3 separate regions of the Hordeum vulgare genome follow, and regions 2 and 3 are each linked to region 1. Evidence: chromatin contacts called from public Hi-C data. All regions are on one chromosome and are shown on one strand. Each heading gives the region's core, a stretch centred on a gene start, on an enhancer-like site or on the middle of the called end of the contact. The rest is flanking DNA. Distances are from core to core; before and after follow the strand shown.

What was found. A called contact is a pair of places that touch in the nucleus more often than the background predicts.
Region 2: a contact with region 1 is called in a Hi-C map of leaf, with 2.8 times the contacts expected there. The contact joins the enhancer-like site here to the promoter of LOC123444260 in region 1. A contact is called at or near these places in 2 of 6 Hi-C or Micro-C datasets (leaf and seedling).
Region 3: a Hi-C map of leaf shows a contact between it and region 1, with 6 times the contacts expected there. The contact joins the promoter of LOC123440169 here to the promoter of LOC123444260 in region 1. A contact is called at or near these places in 2 of 6 Hi-C or Micro-C datasets (leaf and seedling).

Annotation. Positions count from the first base shown.
Region 1 is chr3H:460,991,856-460,995,012 of MorexV3_pseudomolecules_assembly, forward strand. LOC123444260 (protein phosphatase 2C 50-like) reads left to right here and starts at 1,550. Exons shown (of 4, transcript XM_045120926.1): 1 at 1,550-2,229; 2 at 2,331-2,681; 3 at 2,759-2,864. The coding sequence starts at 1,876.
Region 2 is chr3H:460,688,360-460,691,441 of MorexV3_pseudomolecules_assembly, forward strand. No RefSeq gene overlaps it. Among protein-coding and RNA genes, the nearest start is that of LOC123440169, 91 kb to the left of the region's middle. Within about 2 kb of position 1,737, at least 1 of the 3 cell types and tissues checked has open chromatin away from gene starts, as enhancers often do. A contact at or near this core is called in leaf, where this site is marked.
Region 3 is chr3H:460,597,235-460,600,196 of MorexV3_pseudomolecules_assembly, forward strand. LOC123440169 (cytidine deaminase 1-like) reads right to left here and starts at 1,343. Exons shown (of 1, transcript XM_045116741.1): 1 at 1-1,343. The coding sequence starts at 1,066. The coding sequence ends at 134.

The DNA of each region.
Region 1 (3,157 bases), core at 300-2,799:
ATTACCCACTATGCCACCCATAAGTAAAGAAAACGATTTGATTTTTTTCCAGTCAAAGTCATCGTTCCTTACTTATAGGGAGAGGTCCTAAAAAGACAACCAGATGAGCTCGGCGTAGTGGTTGGAGCGCTGGTATTCCATCTAGTTGACCCAGGTTCGATACCTGGAACCTTCATTTCTTTGGTCACGCATTTTTGTTTTATTATTCCCATTTGTTTTTTATCTTCTTTAAATTAATTCGGAATTTACAAATTTCCAAATTAAAAAACTCTTGAGTTTTGAGCGAAAATATTCATAAAGTCATAAAATGTTTTGGGATTTCAAAATGTTTACAGATTTAAATAATACTGATGAAATCATAAAATGTTTGGGAATTCAAAAAAAAGGTTCGGGAAATCATAAAACGTTCATGGACTCAAAAAATGTTGATGATTTAAAAAAATTGTTTTGATTTTGTAAAAGAATTCACAATTTCATATTTTCAAAAAATATATTCAGCAAATATAAAACATTCATGATTTTGAAAATGATCATGTATTCAAAAATATCCTTGAATTCGAAGAAAATGTGTAAGAAATTTTGAAAAACGTTCACGGAAACTAAAAAAATGCAAAAATATGTATTATACAACAGATTTAATCTTACCATGGCGGTCTCCTCTCCATAAACTGCAGGTGCCGTCCTTAGGTTAGAGCACGGCGACAATGAGGCATACGTATTTAGTGACCACTAACCACATTACAAAAATCCTTGTCAGAAGCCGTTTACTCTATAGCGATGCCCCTGTGTTGTGCTAAAGTATAATGAAAAGCACATCATCTTGAAATTGATTGTTAGCGATGATGAAAAGTATAATGGACAATATGAACATCATTAGCGATTACGATGAAAAGAAAAATAACAACAAAATTAAATGGGTAGCTAGGAGCGTGCAACATTTTATTTTTTTCCGCTTGCAACGCACGGACACATTTCCTTAGGGCATGTACAATGGTGCTATCTTAGAAGTGCCACATAGGATAAATGATGAGGTGGAGAAGAGAAAACTCGAAAAAAAGGCTTTGCCTTCTCTTATTTAAAAGAAAACAAGAGGTGATCTCGTAGCACAATACGCCTCATCATGTTTTTAGGAATAACTAATTATAAAAGATAGGGTTAAAAGATGACCCATTGTAGACTCTCTTTTTTGTCATTGTACCTGCCTTTAAAGAAAACTCAGTCAACTTACTTATAGCTTCTCGCCTTTTTTTTTTTGACACGAGAGCTGGTCTGCGGCCGTGTGCAACGGTGCAGGCAGCCGAGTATAGCATAGCAGACACCAAAATCTCGAGTGAGCAACAGACGGTAACAAACAAACCCACGATCAGGTCCACCCCACTCCATCCAGATTCCAGGCCCAGCGGGAGGAAGTTTTTAAAAAGGAAAACTGGAGCAGACCAGCAGCAGCGCCTAGACGCGACACCTGTTCTTCATGGCGCAGCCAATCGCATCCCCCCACCTCGCTTCCTTGCGGCTCGTGCCTTTCCTCCCTCACTCACAGTCACACGTCCCGCTCGCCCGCATCCGCTCCTCCTCCCCCGAACACGCAACGCCGTCGTCCGCCACTGGCAACCTCCCACGCCCCCGCGCGCCGCGCCCACCTGGTACACGTACTCCCGAACCCAGCACCAACCCTCCTCGTCACCACTCTCTCTCTCTACTTTCCCTCGCTCTCTCCCTCTCTCTCTCTTTCTCCATTGCTGCACCCTTGATTCGCGCAAAGGACGCCACGGCTCGCGCTCTCTCTGTTGGTGGGCTGCTCAGGCGCGTGGTGCGGCTGGCCGGCGCTGCCGTCGGCGTGGTCTCGGGGCTGTTTTACTGCCGTGGGATCGGGTGATGGCGGCGGCGGTGTTCGCCGGGGACGGGGCCGCCGCGCGCGGGGGGTGCTCGGCGGAATGCGCCGGGGGGATCGAGAGGCCACCGGATCTCGGGAGCAGGGCGGGGGACGGGTGCGGCAAGCGGAGCGTGTACCTCATGGAGTGCGTGCCGCTGTGGGGCTGCGCCGCGGCGCGCGGCCGTGCCGCGGAGATGGAGGACGCGTGCGCCGCCGTGCCGCGCTTCGCTGCCCTGCCGGCGCGGATGCTCGCCAGCAGCCGTGAGCTGGACGGGATCGGGGGCGACTTCGACGCCGCCGAGCTCCGGCTCCCAGCGCACCTGTTCGGCGTCTACGATGGGCACGGCGGCTCGGAGGTGGGGTTATCTTCTCCTGTGACTCTTGGCCCAGAGTCCCGGACCAAACACATTTGACTTGAAGCGGGCCCTCTTGCTCATGCTTGATCATGTCTGTGCAGGTCGCAAACTACTGCCGGGATAAGATCCACGTTGTGTTGAGAGAAGTGCTGAGAGACGGCAGGGGGTTGGAGGAACTGGGAGAAGTAGGGGAGGTGGACGTGAAGGAATCATGGGAGAAGGTTTTCGGTGATTGTTTCCAGAAGGTAGACGACGAGGTGTCGGGGAAAGCGATCAGGTTTTCCAATGGCGTCACGGAGCTCCGTCCGGAGCCTATTGCCGCTGATAACGTCGGTTCCACTGCCGTGGTTGCGATTGTCTGCTCTTCTCATGTCATAACTGCGAATTGTGGAGATTCACGCGTCGTGCTCTGCCGTGGGAAGGAGCCGATTGCTCTGTCCGTCGATCACAAAGTACATACTGGGCTTTACTGTTCAGCTAAGTTTTTTGGTTAAGGCAAATTGTATCTGATTATGCTTTCCTGTTCTAGCCTGATGGGAAAGACGAGCGTGCCAGGATTGAGGCCGCAGGTGGAAAGGTCATTGACTGGAATGGTTATCGTGTCTCTGGTATTCTCGCAATGTCACGGTCAATCGGTAAGTTTTCCGCCTTTGCACGCCCAAGCTTATTACCTGGACAAACATATTGATGATTTCTTTTTTTCTTTTTTTTGCGGGAAACATATTGATGATTTCAAGCCAGCTGTAAAGCCATGTTTGGAATGCGATTAAGATCTTAAGATGTTTTCTGTTACTTTTTGACCACGAGTGTGCTAGCCTAACATGACTGTTCTTATTCATGAACACTAGAAGAAGGCACACTTTAGTAACTCTAGAAGGCATCTCTCCGTAAGCTAGGAGCTTAAGACCCAAAAAAAGTGTCACAACAA
Region 2 (3,082 bases), core at 487-2,986, 300 kb before region 1:
ATCCTGGACAGAGTTTTAAAAGCTGATCGCCAACCACGGCGGTCCTCCAACACGCGCCAACCCCTTTGGCGTGTTGATCTCCACCTGCTGCTCTGACACCGTGGCGGAATACTCCAAGCGTTTCCTGGAGAATCTCTCTCGGGTGCGCCCCATTGCCGACGATAATGAGCGGGATATCTTCACCAACTACTTGGGCGAGCCCATGAAAACTCAGGTCAAGATGCTGAAACCAGCGACTTGGGACGCAGCCATGGACTTAGCAATCTCCTTTGAGCACCTCAATACTGTCACCAGCACCGCGGCCCCCGCTGCACGGCCCACCCGTTCAGTCTACCCCATGGGCGCACCTAATCTGGCCTTACCAGACTCCTCTAGCCCCTCGCACGCGCTCATCTTCAAGAGACTAACGCCGGCCGAGATGGATGGACGGCGCGCTAAGGGACTTTGCTTCAACTGTGACGAGAAGTTTGCACGGGGCCATCGCTGCAAACGGTTGTTCTACATTCAGTTCACCAACATCGAAGATGAGCAGTTTGAGGATTTCCAGGAGGCACAATTCTCCCTCTTGGTTGTCACCGGCATTCCCACCAGCGACACAATGCATGTTACTCTCCGCATCGTGGACCGTGACCTGGTCACCTTGACTGATTCGGGCAGCACTAATAACTTCATCCACGAAGAGCTGGCCACCGTCGTCGGGCTGCCTTTCTCCTCCAATCGTCGCCTGGGAGTCACGATAGCTAATGGCGATAAGGTGACCTGCCGGGGACTCCTGCAGCAAGCTACGATCACCATTGACAAGGAGCGTTTCGTTGTGGATCTGCATGCCATCCCATTGGGCGGGTTCGACATCGTCCTCGGAACACGATTTCTCAAAACTCTTGGGCCAATTCTCTAGGATTTCACGACGCAGTGGATATCGTTTTGGCACTCGAGTCACCGTGTGGAGTGGTCAGGACCTCCTGCCCTTCTAACATGAAGGAAAAACACACACAATGTTTGAAGATATTAGTCAATCATAACAGGTTATGTTTAATCAGCTGATCCAAAGGATCCTGCGATTGCTAGCGTGTATGATGTACCGAATATTTTAAAGAGTCATTTTGTGTATGATTAGTGTCTAGTTTAGTTTCATATTTACTAGTAAGTTTGCGCGTGGAATGTAATATTTAAAAATAAATAATGGTGTTTCAGTATATTTAGTATAATTTAGCTGAATACACATTGTTTGTGATATCACTTAAGATGTGTTTTGGAAAATGAACACCAAAATGAAATCACGTTGTCGCATGAAGAGAATAATGTATTGTGTCATCCATTCGGTCCTATGATAGGTTGTAAAATAAAAACATTAAATCTATTAATTAATCCTCTAAAATCCCGTTGTCAAAATGGGAAAATCTAATCCTATCATGATACTTCTTAATACAACACGACTTCGGTGTACAACATAAATTGATCCCAAGAAAAAGACATGGTTGAAGAAAATACAGCCACAATTTACACTCTTCGTTATCCCATACCGTGTGTCGTACTCGTTCCTGCTTCCGCGAGGCCGTTCAGCTCCATGAAAATGTGATCGTGGCTTCGCGTGACAGAATCAGACGATTTTCGCGGCGCAAAGTCGTCGCACGCTTTTCACGCCGGTTGCTCCGTCGCTCTCTGAACTATGCATATGTTAACGACACACAGGAACCACGAGAAATGATGCTGCTCGGCTGCGGAGTAAGATAACGTGCTCAGTTGGCTAATTAAGCCACTGATAGAGATGGGAAGTTACCATCGATCAGCGCTCACCGGACCACGGTTCCGTCTCATTGCCGGGTCGATGAGCGCAACGTCGGTGCAGTTAGTAGATCAGAGTTTTTTATGTGAGAGATATTAGTAGGTCAGAGTTACTTGCTGCTGATGGGGTTTGTGTCGTCTTTGCACTTCGGAGCAAAGGCGCGTCTTGACAGGAACGCCTGCTCCTCGGCATTCAGAGAAAGCCAGTGAGGCGTGCATCGGAGTGGCACTAAACTCGTGGGTGGAAGAGAAGGCGCAGGCACAGCAAGCAAGCAAAGCTCCCGGAGCAGCAGCCGTGAGAACAGGCGGACCAGTTAGCGGTAAATAGTAATCACCAGAAATACTTTAAACTCAGGATCTGATGGCTAAAATTGCAAGTGCGCTGAGAGGGGCTAACTTTTAAAAATAATACATTTTTTTACTAAATTTGAAAAATACTGTACAGCTTCAAAAAATTCATTAATAATACGCGGTCCGCCTAGCCAAAGCCGACCGGATCCAGTCGACATGGTCGAAGCCGATTAGTCCCTGTCAGCCTCGGCTAGGCCGATAGGCCACTCGACTATCCTCGCACAGGACCGGTCCTGAGATTTCGGAGGCCGAGGGCAAAACTAGAATCGGAAGGCCCTTACTATATGCATCAAATAATAGTTCATATATGTAGATATAAGATGATACTAGAAAACACTTATAGTGTAGGCAAAAGAAATATTAACATTAAGTAATTTATAAACCTTGAAATTTTCTTCTTACTGCCCTATATTCAAAGTGATAGGTGCAAAAGTATTTAACGAAATATGTCACCCATCATTAAGAATCAAAAGTACTTCTTCTCCTAGTGACTCGATCAGATCTCGCCTCTCGATGTTAGAGTATCTCCATTAACACAATGTTATCAAAAAACGAATCATTACACAAGAGACCAGGGCCGGTCCCGACTTTTCCAATGCCCGGGGCGAACTTGAAAATTGGGCCCATAAAGACATACATAGTGAATAATTTCATTCGAACAGTATTATATCACAAAGTTTTATCTGATTTCAATAACCAAACAATGGTAGCAAAGAATTCATTAGCAAATACAATCGCATAATACACAATGGACATGGACATGGTAAGATTTTTGGCAAACAACCGAGTAGGTTATAGTAAACTGGAAAGGAGGGAGGACACCTGAATCGTTGGAGGAGCAAAGTAGAAATTAAACTAGCTGATTCCAAACATCTTGGACCTCACTCCATCCCCACTTTCGTGTTTGAGCAATCTTTACAGAAAGAGAAGACCAACTAGTGAGCCA
Region 3 (2,962 bases), core at 93-2,592, 390 kb before region 1:
GGAATTTACAGCTCACCCATCTGCACAAAAGATTATTTTCTCGTCGTATTATTATTCTTGAAGATTATGAACATTATCTCGTTGGATCTCGCGGCCTGCTCTCCCCACCCCAGAGAGGGTCCGGAGGCGCGCATCACACATCGGACGACCTGTATTTGTACACGTGGAAGCTCGCCTGCGGCGCCACAGCGGCCAGGAAGAACCTGGCCGTCGCCTCCTGCGCCGCCACCGCCCCCTCCTTCTCCACCAGCGCCGCCGCCACCACGTCCCCGGCGGGGCCTCCTCCCCCGGCGACCATCGCAATGATGGCCGTCTGCACGGGGCCCAGCGTCGGGTTGTACGCCGCGGACTCCAGGCAGCCCCCGGCGTACACGTTCCCTTCCCCGTCCGCCACCGCGAACCCCGACGGGCACCCGCTGTACGGCGCGTGCGCCGCGCGCGCCGCCGCCTCCGCGGCGTCCTTCAGGCGCCCCTCCAGGTCGCCGGCGGCGAAGCCATTGGCGACGGCGTCGACGGGATCGCCGAGGCGGTTGTCGTGCCGCTCGAGGACGAGGGGGGCGTCCTTGGGGAGGAGGTCGTGGGGGCCGAAGGGGCGGGGCAGGAGCGACGCCAGCGTGCGCCACTCGGCCGCGCAGCCGTCGGCGGCGTCGGAGGTCACCAGGATGCGGATCCCGGCGGCGCCGCGGATCTCCTGGAGGAACTGCCGGCAGTGGCCGCAGGGCATGTGGGAGACGGCGATGGCGCGGAGCGCGGGCTCCCCGGCGGCAGCGGCGTTGGCGATGAGGAACTGCTCGGCGTGGACCGCCTGGGAGAGAGGGGCGCCCAGGAACTCGAGGTTCACGCCGGCGTAGACGCGTCCGCTCTCGCCAAGCCCGACGGCGCCCACGGGGAACCGCGAGATCGGGGGGCGCGCCCGCAGCATAGCCGAAGGGATCAGCAGGGGCAGCAGGTCCTCCACCGTCGCTACCCCGGCTGCCGCGGCCGCGCGCTCCGCCTCGTCGGCGCTCATCACAAATCCTGGCAGCTCGACAGCCTCGGGCTTCGTCGTCATCTTCTCCTCCCCCATTGCTCAGATCTAACTAGAAACTACGTTGTCAATCTATGATTTTTTTTTCCTCTACCCTGTAATCGTGCCTCGCCGCTTGAGATGGAGAGAGCGCTTGGATGTTTCCTCAAAGAGTGGAGGAGAGGACGAGCGGGGGAGGGGGGAACTTGATGGTGGTAGCGTGTGGGTATTTATAACGGACACACATCCGTGTGCTTTGTTGCTGTTGTTTTTCTCTTGTGCAGGGCTTTGCTTCTTTTCTCTTCTTTTCAGTCCTACACAAAAGCATCTAGCTTAAGAGCATCCAGCCGCGCCCTCCAACAGACTCCAGCCCGCGTTTTTTCCCATCCGCACAAAAAATTTCTTTCAGGACATCGATTTTCATCAGTTCGGTTCATATTTTTGCCCTGCCATCTTGCCGAATCCAGTGCATTGGGGCAATTGGGGGCTCCAGCAGAAGGAAAAACAACGCGTGGGTCATTATTGTCATGCGGAAAACGTTTTTTCTATCTCCAGATTTCGTTCCCGCGTGCACTACATTTTCGTCGCTGTGCCGATCCCGGCGCCGCCCACCTGCCTACCGTCACTAGAAAGGCCAGCTCCCCGGCGAGAAAGAAAGGGTTCGCCGCGACATCGCCCCCTGCTTCTGGTAGAGCTTTTCCGGCGCTCCGGCCACACAAGAGGGGATACGGGCGGCTGCGCGCCCACCATGCTCGCCAGGTCTTCGGCGATTTGTCTCGGAGATGGACTTCGACGACGAGGAGGCGCTCGCGATGCTCCTGGAGGAGGAAGCTGATACCGATGCCTAGGACGAAGAGCACCTTATGGTCCTCGCCGCTCTGGCCGGCCTGTTCGTGAGCAACGCAAAGCCGCGACGAGGTGGCTCGACGCGGGGCCGGCTGGAGGCAAAGCAGAGGCATCGACTCGAAGGCTATTGTTTGCTCTACTCCGATGCTCCAATGCACAACGAGAAAGTATTTCGGCGCCATTATCGTATGAGTCGGAAGCTCTTACTGAGGATTGTGAATTCCATCAGGGATTTCGACAGTTACTTCAAGTGCAAGAAGGATTGCACGAGCACACTTGGATTCACCTCACTTTAGAAGTGCACGACAGGTATGAGGATGCTTGCATATGGAGCTCCCGGCGATGCTCATAAATACTGTGGACGCATGGCCGAGTCCACCACCATTGAGTGTTTGTATAGGTTTTGTAGGGCAGTGGCGGTAGTGTTTGGACCTCAATACTTGCGATCACCCAATGTTGAAGACACTCCTCAGATCCTAGCACAGAATGCAGCAAGAGGATTTCCTGGGATGCTTGAAAGTATCGACTGCATGCATTGAAAATGGAAAAACTGTCCATTTGCTTGGCAGGGGATGTACAAAGGCGCTAAAGGCGCTTGTAGTGTAGTACTTGAGGCAGTGGCCACACATGACCTCTGGATTTGGCACTCCTTCTTTGATATGCCAAGAACTCATAATGTCATCAACGTACTGCAGTCCTCGAATGTCTTTGCCAAGCTTGTTGAAGGTCATGTTCCTCCGATGAACTTTGAGGTCAATGGGCACCACTACACCATGGATACTACCTAGCGGATGGCATCTATCCGAGATGGTCCACATTTGTGAAGACTATTTCAAACCCTGAAGCAGGAGGCAAGAACTCCTACTTTGCCAAGTGTCAAGAGATTTGCAGGAAGGGTGTCAAGCGGGCATTTGGTGTGCTCCAATCTCGATTTGTTGTTGTCCGGTACCCCGCTCAGACCTGGTCGAAAGATCAAATGTGGGAAGTCATGAATTGTTGTGCCATCCTGCACATCATGATCGTTGAGAGCGAGCAGGAAGAGTTAGTGTTTGACACTGAACCGTATGGCAACCAGGGTCCTCTTGCCCAAGTTGATCACTAGCTACCAGC